Linked DNA regions of Mus musculus: region 1 is linked to region 2. A link is a contact called in public Hi-C data. All regions are on one chromosome and are shown on one strand. Each heading gives the region's core, a stretch centred on a gene start, on an enhancer-like site or on the middle of the called end of the contact. The rest is flanking DNA. Distances are from core to core; before and after follow the strand shown.

What was found. Hi-C and Micro-C count contacts between places; a contact is called where the count stands out from the background.
Region 1: a Hi-C map of uterus shows a contact between it and region 2, with 2.4 times the contacts expected there. The contact joins two enhancer-like sites. A contact is called at or near these places in 4 of 484 Hi-C or Micro-C datasets (embryonic stem cells, forebrain neurons and uterus) and 3 of 115 datasets of contacts at active chromatin or transcription factors (embryonic stem cells, large pre-B cells and pancreatic cancer cells).

What each region holds. Positions count from the first base shown.
Region 1 is chr5:36,289,908-36,295,518 of GRCm38.p6, reverse strand. All of the region lies in intron 1 of Sorcs2 (sortilin-related VPS10 domain containing receptor 2), which reads left to right. Among named protein-coding and RNA genes, the nearest start is that of Mir7689, 8.9 kb to the left of the region's middle. Within about 2 kb of position 2,213, at least 35 of the 459 cell types and tissues checked have an H3K27ac peak or open chromatin away from gene starts, as enhancers often do. A contact at or near this core is called in uterus, where this site is marked.
Region 2 is chr5:36,133,001-36,137,890 of GRCm38.p6, reverse strand. All of the region lies in intron 3 of Sorcs2 (sortilin-related VPS10 domain containing receptor 2), which reads left to right. Among named protein-coding and RNA genes, the nearest start is that of Gm52810, 11 kb to the left of the region's middle. Within about 2 kb of position 3,375, at least 17 of the 459 cell types and tissues checked have an H3K27ac peak or open chromatin away from gene starts, as enhancers often do. A contact at or near this core is called in uterus, where this site is marked.

The sequences.
Region 1 (5,611 bases), core at 964-3,463, 160 kb before region 2:
GAAAATGACATGGAAAGGGGACCAGAGCCTGTGCTGGGGGAGTCTCAGTTTCATTTTCTTTGAACTTAAGACAGATCCAGGAAGGTGACCTAGCTTGTCCTGTCCCTGACCATGACTAGAGATGGCTCTTTAGGTAGGGTTCAATGAGGCCTGGATTCCAGTGACCTGGGTCTGGGACAGCTCAGGCACAGGTGGAGGTGTCTGCAGATGGCAGGCCCTTGGTGCTAGTTTGAATGCACAGTGTGTATCTTTGCACAGGTAGAGACTTATATATGACTCTCAGGGAAGGTGGTGCTCCCTGGAGACGCTGGCTGAGGGGACAGCTGAACCCAGATGCAGCAGAGAAGAAAAGAAGTGAGGGTTAGCCCAAGCGTTGAGCAGAGGGGCCTCCGTAGTCCTCACAGTAGCTCTTCTTCATGATAGCCCACCCACGGCCTCCGGGGACCTTGTTAAAATGCTGGCTTGGATGGGGTGGGTCAGGATGAAGCCAGAGACCGTTTCTAACGAGGTCCCAGGCGACCAAGGAAGCTGGTCTATAGTGTGGGGGAGGCCATGGTGCAAGGCTCACACACCATGTGACAACCTGGAGCAGTGAGGGAGATGAGCAGCGTGGGAATGGGTGTGGCTGGTGCTCTACCGGGCTGTTCTGAGGGTGCGCGTGGGTATAGCCTCTTAAGGCAGGAGTAATCCATGCTCTGGAAGGAAGAGATTCCTGTGTCTATTGAGCTCCTCCTGTGGGCCAGGCAGTGCCCATGCCCTTACCTCAGGCTGGCACCCTTTCCTTGCTTCTTTGTGCCAGAAGATGAGGGAAGCTGTTACCATGACTTGAGTCTTTTAGCCAGGCCAGGAGGACTCTGGACACCTAACTGCTGGTCAGGGACACTGCTGCATATAGAAGCCCTGAGAATTCCGTCTGCATCTTCACCATGTCTGAAGACTGCCTGCTGCCTGGGAAGCAGCGCCACAGAGACACCCATGGAGCCCACTGACCAGCGAGTTTTTCTGGAGTTAGCTTGTGGTGGGGCAGGCAGCTCCTATGCCCACCCTACCGCTGCCAGGCTCTGGGGGCTGGAAGAGTCAGCCTTTGGAGATCCCTGGAGCCACACTTGAGTGTTGGTGTGCCAAGAACAAATACAAGTCCCACGAACCCATCTAGAGCACTGTAAAATGCACCACACCAGTCTCAACTAGACAGAGGCTGATGAAGAAGAAATGTACCAACTTGTACAACCATAGTCCCCACCCCCAGAGGTCACCTACAGATGATGTCATCTACCCTATGCTAGAGCTTGGGGACTGTCACCCAGAGGGACAGAGCTGCTGGAGAGGCAGAAGGGATAGGCTTCACACTCAAGTCACAGCTCTGCCTTTAAACATTAGTGCTTGGACTAGATTCAGTTTTTCCACCTGTAAAATGGGGAATGTGCTCCTGAAATGGCCGCTTGCCGAGACTCCGAGTTAACACGTAACTGCTGGCAAGGGGCAGATGCTTGCAAGAGGGGCATAGCATAGGGTGGGCGGTGGCGTCAGGGCAGGACTGATGTATCGCTGGAAGAGGATGAAGCTGGCAGGCAGGACAGCTGTGCAGCTATGCCCACACCCGTGCCCAATAGAGGTCTGTCTCTAGTTGGCTTTTTACTTTGGGGGTTGGAGGCAAATCTGAGTCAAAACCTGGGAGCCCTCTGCCCTCAGGGACGGCATTAATTCAGTAGCTGTGTTCTTCCTGCTCTGTGGATTTTCTCTAATCAGAAGCCAAAAGACACTGGCCATGCCCGCCTAGCCTCGTGGTCTGAAGAGCTGCTGAGGTTATATTTACTTTGGCAAGGGTGTGAGTGGGTTCTAAGGTAGGGGAGGGTTTGCTGAGTAGCCCTGGCTGGTACTCCTTTCCTGGTGGTGGTTGGGTGAGAGGCACTTGCCTGGAGACTGGGCTCCACCTGTTTCTAGAAGAGGAGATGGACCTCCACCTGACCCTCAGGCCTGCCTGGGGCCTGGTTCTAGGTGCCTTGTGGCTCAGCTGGAGCCTAACACCCAGGTTTTCCTCAGAAGTCTCCACGCTGGCTGTTTGCTACCATCTGAAATTAATAAGGCCGAAGCGAGGGATGAAATACCTTTAACATGAAGTTTTATCTTGTGGTTTGTGTTTTTTTTGGTCAGGAACGCGTCTCAACGTGGAGCTGCTGGGGGAAGGGCCAAGGGGGCCATGTGTCCCTGCCAGGACCTCACAGGGAGCAGTCAGTTGGAACCTCTGAAGCAGACAGCTCACAGGAGTGTCCCCCTGACCTCCCTCCTCCACCTCTGCTGCTTTGGCCAGACTCCACGCATAGCTGGGTGCCTTTCTCAGACCCGAGCTGCTGGGCTTGGGCTGGCTCCCAAACCTTTTGGGACTCCACTCACCTTAGGACCTGCTGCAGCCTCAGGAGGCTTTCTGGGGGTGTAATCCCTAGAAGCGGGCCCAAGTGAGGGTCTCCTTGACCTTTGAGCTCCCCCCTTTCAGTCCTATTTTCTCTTCCCTTCCTGGCCTGTCTTAACTCCCGATTTCCCAGGTTCCAGCACATTCTATACCCTCTGTCACCTCTCATACTCCACATCCAGACTCTACCCAACCCTTGTGGCACTGAGCTCTGAGGACCAGGCCTTGACTGTTTATCACCATGTTCCCAGGTCTCGTAATATGTTAATAACTTAATATGTTCCATACCCAATGCTGGGGGTTTGTGACTGGGTATCACTGCTGAGCCTTTATTTGAGGCCTAGGGTCAGCTCTCAGATTTGTAGAACTCTTGGGTGGGACATTTGGATGTGCTTGGTTCTGGCAAGTCCACTGAGAGGGAAAAGACACGGAGTTGCGGGGGAGTGTGGAGAAGAAGAGGAGATAGCCCCTGGGGGCTGGGGAGGAGGAGGAGGACCTGGCTCTGGTCTTAGCAGAACACTGACTGGGTGATGCTGATGTGCTGGTGAAAGTGCCCGGGACGGGGGAGGAAGGAGCTTATTCTAGGACCGTCCTGGGGAGGCTGTGCGGGGGAAGCAACGTTAGACATTTGGGCAGGCCTTGCAGGATGTGGAGTCAGCCAGGGGCGTTCTTGGCAGGAAGAGTGGTGAGTGTTGGGATTGCTGGGGATTTGATGTCAGTGGAGACATCCAGTGAGTCTGTTCCCTGGGTCACGTGGGCCTCAGAGTTGAGGATGAGGAAGGATCCACTCAGGAGGTGGATGGGCCAGGCCAAATTTTCAACTTAGTCTTGGTGCCAGTGGTGAGCCATAGAGATACACAGAGAGCATCCAGCTCTCCCCTGCAGCAATGCTTCTATAGCACCCAGCCGCAGTGGTCAGATACACGTTTATACTGCGTGAGGCCCCCCATGCACCTTTGTCCAGGCACACCCCATCCTCGTCATCTTTTTGTTCTGCTGGTTGTAGGTCCTGCACGTCTTTCCTTTGGCAGCGTGGAAGAACAAGAAAGTGGTTTTGTTCAAGACTCCACTTTGGGACCCAGGGGAATCTTGGGGAAGAGGAGCTTTGAAACCTTAAACACTTTGCAGAGAACACAAACACGCCTGAGGACTGCCTCAAGTTCCTTCAGACTGATGTGTAGAGCTCTGCCTTCAAGGCTGCCGATTCTGTCCCAGTGGCTGGCCACCATGCTTTTCTCTTGCCTTGGATCTTTCTGCTCTTCCTGGACACCCCCCTAGCCTTTCAGGGGGACAGCTGAGTCTTGCATCAGAGAGCTGAGGTGGTTCCCACTGTTAGCCCCAGGTCCCAAGTATCTTTTTTTTTTTTTTTTTTTTTTTTTTTTTGTGGCTTTTCGAGACAAGGTTTCTCTGTGTAGCCCTGGCTGTCCTGGAACTCATTCTGTAGACCAGGTTGGCCTCGAACTCAGAAATCCACCTGCCTCTGCCTCCCAAGTGCTGGGATTAAAGGCGTGCACCACCACACCCGGCTCTCAATTATCTTTGACTTCCTGAGGAGCCTGCCTAAGGCCTTGTCACTTAGGGCATCCAAGAGTGAAGTGGGGGCTGGGTTGCACCGTGATGAAAGCTCTTTACCTGGCAGGAGAAGCACCTGGCCCACATTGGTTATTTTGGCACTTGGGTTCTAACTGCCTCAGCTCTGCCCCCTCCTGGTGGGGCTTGGCCAACACACTGGCTCTCTGATTTGTGTGACCTGTCGGCCTGGCTCGGGCTAAGGCTATCTTTCTCACTTGGGGCCCCAGGCAAGTGACAATTGACTAGTTCCTAGTTGTGCTGTCACATTAGGGAACTAGATGAAAACGGGCAGCTAAGGCCCTTTACCCCTGGGCTCTTTCCTGGTCTTTATGCCCAGGCTGCTTCCTCCAGCTCCCCAGCTCCCCAGCTCCCCAGCTCCCTGCAAATCCCTGCTGTGTCTTGGATCCAGGGAATGCCGTCTTTATTGTTGGGAGGTGACTGACATGGTGATACAAGTTCCATGGGAGCTAAGAGTCTGTTCTTCTTCCCCATGAACCCATCTTCTTCCAGGCATTCCCTGGCACCAGACACAGGACCTTTACCACCCAGGCCAATGAAGGTTGTCCCCTTCCAGGACAAGACACTTCCTCCCAGAATGTGGGATCTTGGTGGAAAGGCAAGAACAGTCTTGGTAGCTGGGCCCTAAGGTTGCTTTGAAAGCTGAGCTGTGTGAACTAGTGAGGTTAGGTTCAGGGCTGAGAGGGCTAGGGAGCACCCAATAGATCTGGAACTGAGTGTGACCCCAGAGTCCCTCTGAGTGGCACAGAGGTCCCCATCCTCATTGTCATGTGAAAATGGAGGACTCTTAGATCAGGGGCACATGCAAGTGTGGAGCTAATGTCTATCCCAGCACCTGGATACACTGAATATATAGTAAGGAATCCTGGTTCTGCATCAGAGTTCTACAGTTGCCTCCTCCAGCCTGAAGGCCAGAGAAAGAAACTCACAGAGGCACCCCACCCCTTTACCCCCAACCAGGGACTTCCTGGTGAACCAGCAGGCCCCTTCGCCCCTTCGCTACTGAGCGTGCCTGCTCTGTGCTGGGCTGACTGGCAGGAGCCAGCAACTGCACTGGGGGGAAGCATGGGTACTCAGTGTGTCTGAGAAGTCCAGATTAGTGGCACGCAGGGACAGCAGGGCACTTTCAGTTGGCTAGCATGGTCAGTGCTGTGAGGGACGTGCAGGGAGGACAGGAGAGTTATTCCTGAGACAGTGACCTTTAGACTTTTGCTGGCAGAGCTTGGATGCTTCTGGGAGCTGTCACAGGTAAGGATTGCTGTGCAAAGGCCCCGAGGCACAGGAAACCTGCTTTGTTGGAAGATCTGTGGGAGACCCAAGTGCTGGTGAGGTGGGCAAGCTGGTGATCTTAGGGTGTGATCACATAAGAGTCTGAAGTCCCGGGAACCCCAGGAAATCCAGCTACCCTTAGCCAACCTGTGTAGGGAAGACACCATTCCCTCTTGGGGGATCATACAGCCACTGTGGGCAGCCCTGGGGTTTTCTCATGCCTCCCTGGGTTCTCCTCATATCTCCTGGGAGGCTCCTGTATCTTTGCACACTTGTGCCCTAGCTAGGACCTTTTCTGACCTGTGACTTCAGAGCTCGCCTGACTCACAGTCTCTGGGTGGT
Region 2 (4,890 bases), core at 2,126-4,625:
CTGTGATGCTCTGCATCTGTGAGTTGTTCACAGTGTCATGTGGGAATGTGCCACTAAAAAAAAAAAAAAAGCTCTGTGGCCATTGGTGCTTCATTCTTGAATTGCTCTATGCCTGTGAGTGTTCCACATATGTGAGTCCCTCAGTGAGACTTCTGTGCCCATGAGTGATCCTGCAAGTACTTTTGACCTGTTAATGACCCACATATGGGAGTGCTCTGTGTATATATGAATACTCTGTTTCTGTGAACATTCTATGCCTGTGAGTTCTTCACATGTGGGTGTTCCGTGTCTGTGAGTGCTCTGAGCCCAAGAGTAATCTTCATGTTCCAGCTCCAATTGCAAATGAGGATGATGGGACCCAGAGCAATGGGGTGACTTCCTACAGACTTAGAGAAAGCAGGACATGGACTGAGACCAATTGGAACCATAAAAAGGACAGATGGCTATGTTTGGCAAGAAGGAACTCACAATGTCCCCAGAGCCACTTTAAGGGTCCTGTGACCTCTCTCTCTCTCTCTCTCTCTCTCTCTCTCTCTCTCTCTCTTTCTCTCTCTCTCTCTCTCTCTCTCTCTCTCTCCCTCTCTCTCTCCAGTTGCCCACCTTGACCAGGAGAACTTCAGTTGAGAGAGTTGAGCTAGTGTCTTTTTGGAAAATAGATCCTCTACTCAATTTTGCTTGACTTCAGTGCTTGGAGCCCAGGTCCTACAACCCATTGTATGACTGCTGTGTCTACAGTGCTATGGAGCCCTCCTCAAGAGGCCTCCCATCTGGTCCAGGAGATTCATATACCTGCTCTTATGCTCCATCATACTGACCCCATGTGGTCCACTAGGACTGCTATGGGGTTAAAGCAGGCTTGCTCATCCAGTGTTCCTGCTCCTCCAACACCCATTGCCTCCCACTGAGCTCTGTTTGGTCCTTGGAGTCCAGGCTATAACCCTACAAGATTCATGGGTCCCCAATGCCCAAGCTATGTACCAGGCAGATAGACCAGGGCTTGTCTCCACCCTGTGGAGCTGGGCTGAAGAGTCATGAGACTGTAGATGGCCCATGGACACCCCTTCCCCAACCCTTCAGAACTGCAGTAGGGGACTGATGGGCCTCTTAGTTTGACTGGAACAGGAGGTGCCTAGAGGCAGGCTCCAGCCCTCCCAGCTGAGCCATCTGGGGGGCCTCTCTAGGGTTATGCTTATTGGGGGAGTGCCTTGGACAGGTGGGAATCTGTCAGAATGCATGGGAAGTTTGGAGAGTAGGGCCAGAAGAGGTCCTGGTTGGACAATCACAACCCCTATCAGACTCTGGATCTCAAAGCCACAGCCTGGCTGTGGTTAGGAAACTAGTTACAGAGGTGACTTAGATAGGAAGAGGCCTTGGTGTGAGCACCTCTCCTCACAGTAAGGTCTAGTGAGGCCCCACCCACCCTGTGCCTTTCTCCTGCCAGTGGTTTGAAGAACAATAACATCACCTGTTCTTTATGAGAGAGAGCCCTGCACAGTGACCATTTACCAGTGTCAGCCCAGCCCCTGCTGGTGGGGATGTGATGTCACACTCTGAGTCATGCTACATAGGGCCCTGATACAGACAGAGTGGAGCTGGAACTTCACTCCGCACCATCCTAAACTGTCCTTTATATTTTCCAGTGGTGAGGCCTGGAGGCCCTGACCAGAATTCCAGGACAAGCAATAATCAGAATAGATGCTCTAGTCCTTGTGGCTTAGGAGCCCAGGAAAAATGTGGGTGGCTGAGCCTGGGAAGCGGCTAGTAATTACCTCTATCGATCTATTTGCTCTGTCTCTCTCATCCCCATCCCCATCCTCCTGGCAGCAGGCAGGGAGGCTGTGGGCAGGCTTCCTAAAGCTGCTCTTTATTTACTCACTTCCTCTGAAGAGTGACAGAGTTTCCACTCTGTGGGGGAGGGGAGGAGAATTGATTTCTACCTGGAAGGGGGTTATGAGTAGCTGTTGGCTGGAGACAAGTGCTAGGTGGAAAGAGAGAGCAGGTAGGGGTTGGGAGCAGGCCTACACCTGTCTCCCTAGAGGTCTGAGATGGACCCTCAGACTCCATCTCTGTGGAGGAGGTGACAGTATCTCTCCTAGGAGAGGCTGTTCTCTGTGTCTGAGGCCTTGTTTGCCTCTTGACTAAGGCCAAAGCATGGCAGCTCAGCTGCCTGGGGTCCCACACTCACAAGGTCATTTCTAGGTCCCCATGGAAGGAAAGACATTTTTTATGTCACATTTCCCTTTCTTGGGTTTACACCTTTTCTAGGGCATAATGAGGCACTTAGTATAGCTGTAGTCAAGATGGGCAGAGGTCCTGGGAATTAGACAGCTGAAGCGTACCATGCTAGCTGGAGATGTGGTCCTCTGGTTGCTGACAATAAGGAGCCAGGGCAGGGATCTCTGCATGGGCATCAAGTAGTTCAAGTGATGGGCTAGCCTTGAACCCAAGTCTTGCAAGTCTACATCTTTGAATATTATCTCCTGGCCAAAACCTCAGGACACAGAAGCCAACAACCGGGTCTTACCCATCCACATGTCCTCATCCTAAGCCCAGAAGGACTCCGGACTTTGTTTACCCTGTCAGCACACAGGACAGCTATGAACAGATGCATCATGGGACAAGTGGATCTGAAGTTCAGGCCCCCAAGGAACAAGTATAGACATGGGGTAGGGATTAGAGTCTGAGACATCTTAGTAATTCATCCATCTACTTATCTGCTCATCTATTTTCTGTCTGTCCATCCATCTGTCTCTCTACCTATCCAGACAGCTAGTCTTTCATCTCTCTGACCATCTGTCTATTGTTTCATTTGTTTATCTGTTCATCCATTCATTCACCCATCTGTCCATCCACCTGTCCACCCATCAGTCCATCTATTTATTCTTTTATCCCTCTAACTGTTCATCCACCCCCCCACACACATACCTACCTACCTACCTACATACATACACACATACTTACATACATCTAGTAATATTTATGGAGCACGTGTTGATCTGAATGAGATATTCATGGTGGACACTGGTTGATCCCCTTCCCCATGAAAACTTACTGTGGAGAGGCATTGAGAATATCTGAATTACTAATAGTGACAGTTAACGAATGCTTTTAATTAGACTTTACTAGTAACTATAGCAAACTGCAAACATGCTCCTGGAATAATGTTGGGGAAAAAAAAACAGTCAAGCGGCTCCTGAACGGAGTAGCAATGGTCCTGATGTGAGGAGTCAGGACAGAAGGCTCCTCCAAGTGTTGGGGATAAGCTATGAACACGATGTACAAAGGTCCTGGCAGCAGAAATAAATATCTAGAATAGGGCTTGAAGTGAACATGAAACTTGGCAGGCAAGTAAGAAAACAGCCTAAGGTGAGACTGGGTAGCCAGCTTTGAAGGTTACAATGCTGATAGAGGTCGGCTTCATGTGATACTAGGGACTGGCAAACGTTTTCTTTGAAGGGCCTGATAGTACACACTCTAGAGTGAATGGGTTGCTTGCTCTGTGCCTCATATTCCACTGTGTTTTGTGCTATTTCGTGTTGTATTTTTTAATCATCTGACCTACGTTAGTGTTCCATTGGTGCTGTAGCAAAGCCAACCAACAGGTCCTTAAATGCCAACCATCGACTGCCACCCTCACACAGGCCCAAAGGCTGAGGGGAGGAGCAAGCCACATACCTCAGGCTCTGAAAGGAACCTCCTCCCTCTTCCAGCTCCCCTGGACTGTCCAGCCCATGGTCTCTAGATTATGGCCACAGCCCTGTGAGGTCTGCCCCATCTTGGTCTATGTGTCTGTGCTGACATCTTCTGTCCACTGGAGGATGTGGTGACTGGGGTAATGGATGCCAGGATGATGTCATCTTCCTTGACCACAGCTGCAGAGATTCTGATCTCAAATGAGGTCATGTTCTTAGACTCTGGACGGCAGAAATCCAAAGTGTGGGGCATTATTTACTAGATATACAATACTCTCTGGAAATATGAGTATAGCTCTCCAGCCACACAAAAACCTACCCTGGACTAGGAGTCTCCTGACCCTGGTCTTAGGAAGAACATGCCACGAGGAATGGCTTTCCCTCCACAAAGTTGCTGGGTTGGGGTAGGCTGGACTGCCCCCTCTCTCCATTTATGGACATGGTCAGAGTTTCCTATTGTCTCCTCTAGGAATGAGTGTATAGACACGCCTCTCATCCCGTGGTCGGGGAAGGGTCACTGAGACTGAATGAAAGGAAAAGACCCAAGAACTATGAAGTAGGGAGCAGAAAGTCCTACCCACCCAATTGCACTTACATATCCCCACTGATGGGGATAACACAGCACAGAGGGGAATTTGCACAGAGCTGATCCCCCAATGGAAGAAGAGCACTATGCTTGTTTATCTGATGCACATTCTGTCCTAGAACTCAAGCGGGTCCAGCTACTTATTTAACTGTTATGGATAGGGAAGGCCCTGCTATCACTAAGCAACCTAAGTGGGAACAATTTGGCAAAAATGTAAACAACCTAATTCCGAGGAAATGGTACTTGCTAGAAATTACTCTGTAACAGAAAATGTCAGCTTAATTTATTTGATGACAGCTTCTCCTTTGCCTCTTGCCTTGGATGTTTGAAAATCAAACTAGAAGTAGCAGGCTGGGAGATCCCAGCCAACCACAGCATCCCCCTGCTTCCCAGAAAGGCGGCTTTGCTGAGGACTGTGTGGGTCCTCCATGGGCTGTGAGGTTATCCACATCATCTACAGTCACAGCTGAGGTCATTCTACAGTGAAGCTTATCCTACCTCCTCCTTGACCCATGACCCTTCTTGACCTATGACCCTTTGATGCTCAGGAAGAGACCTCCTGGTCAGGTCCCAGCTTTTCCTGTCCCCTGCTCCTGGCGGGTGCTGGCCACT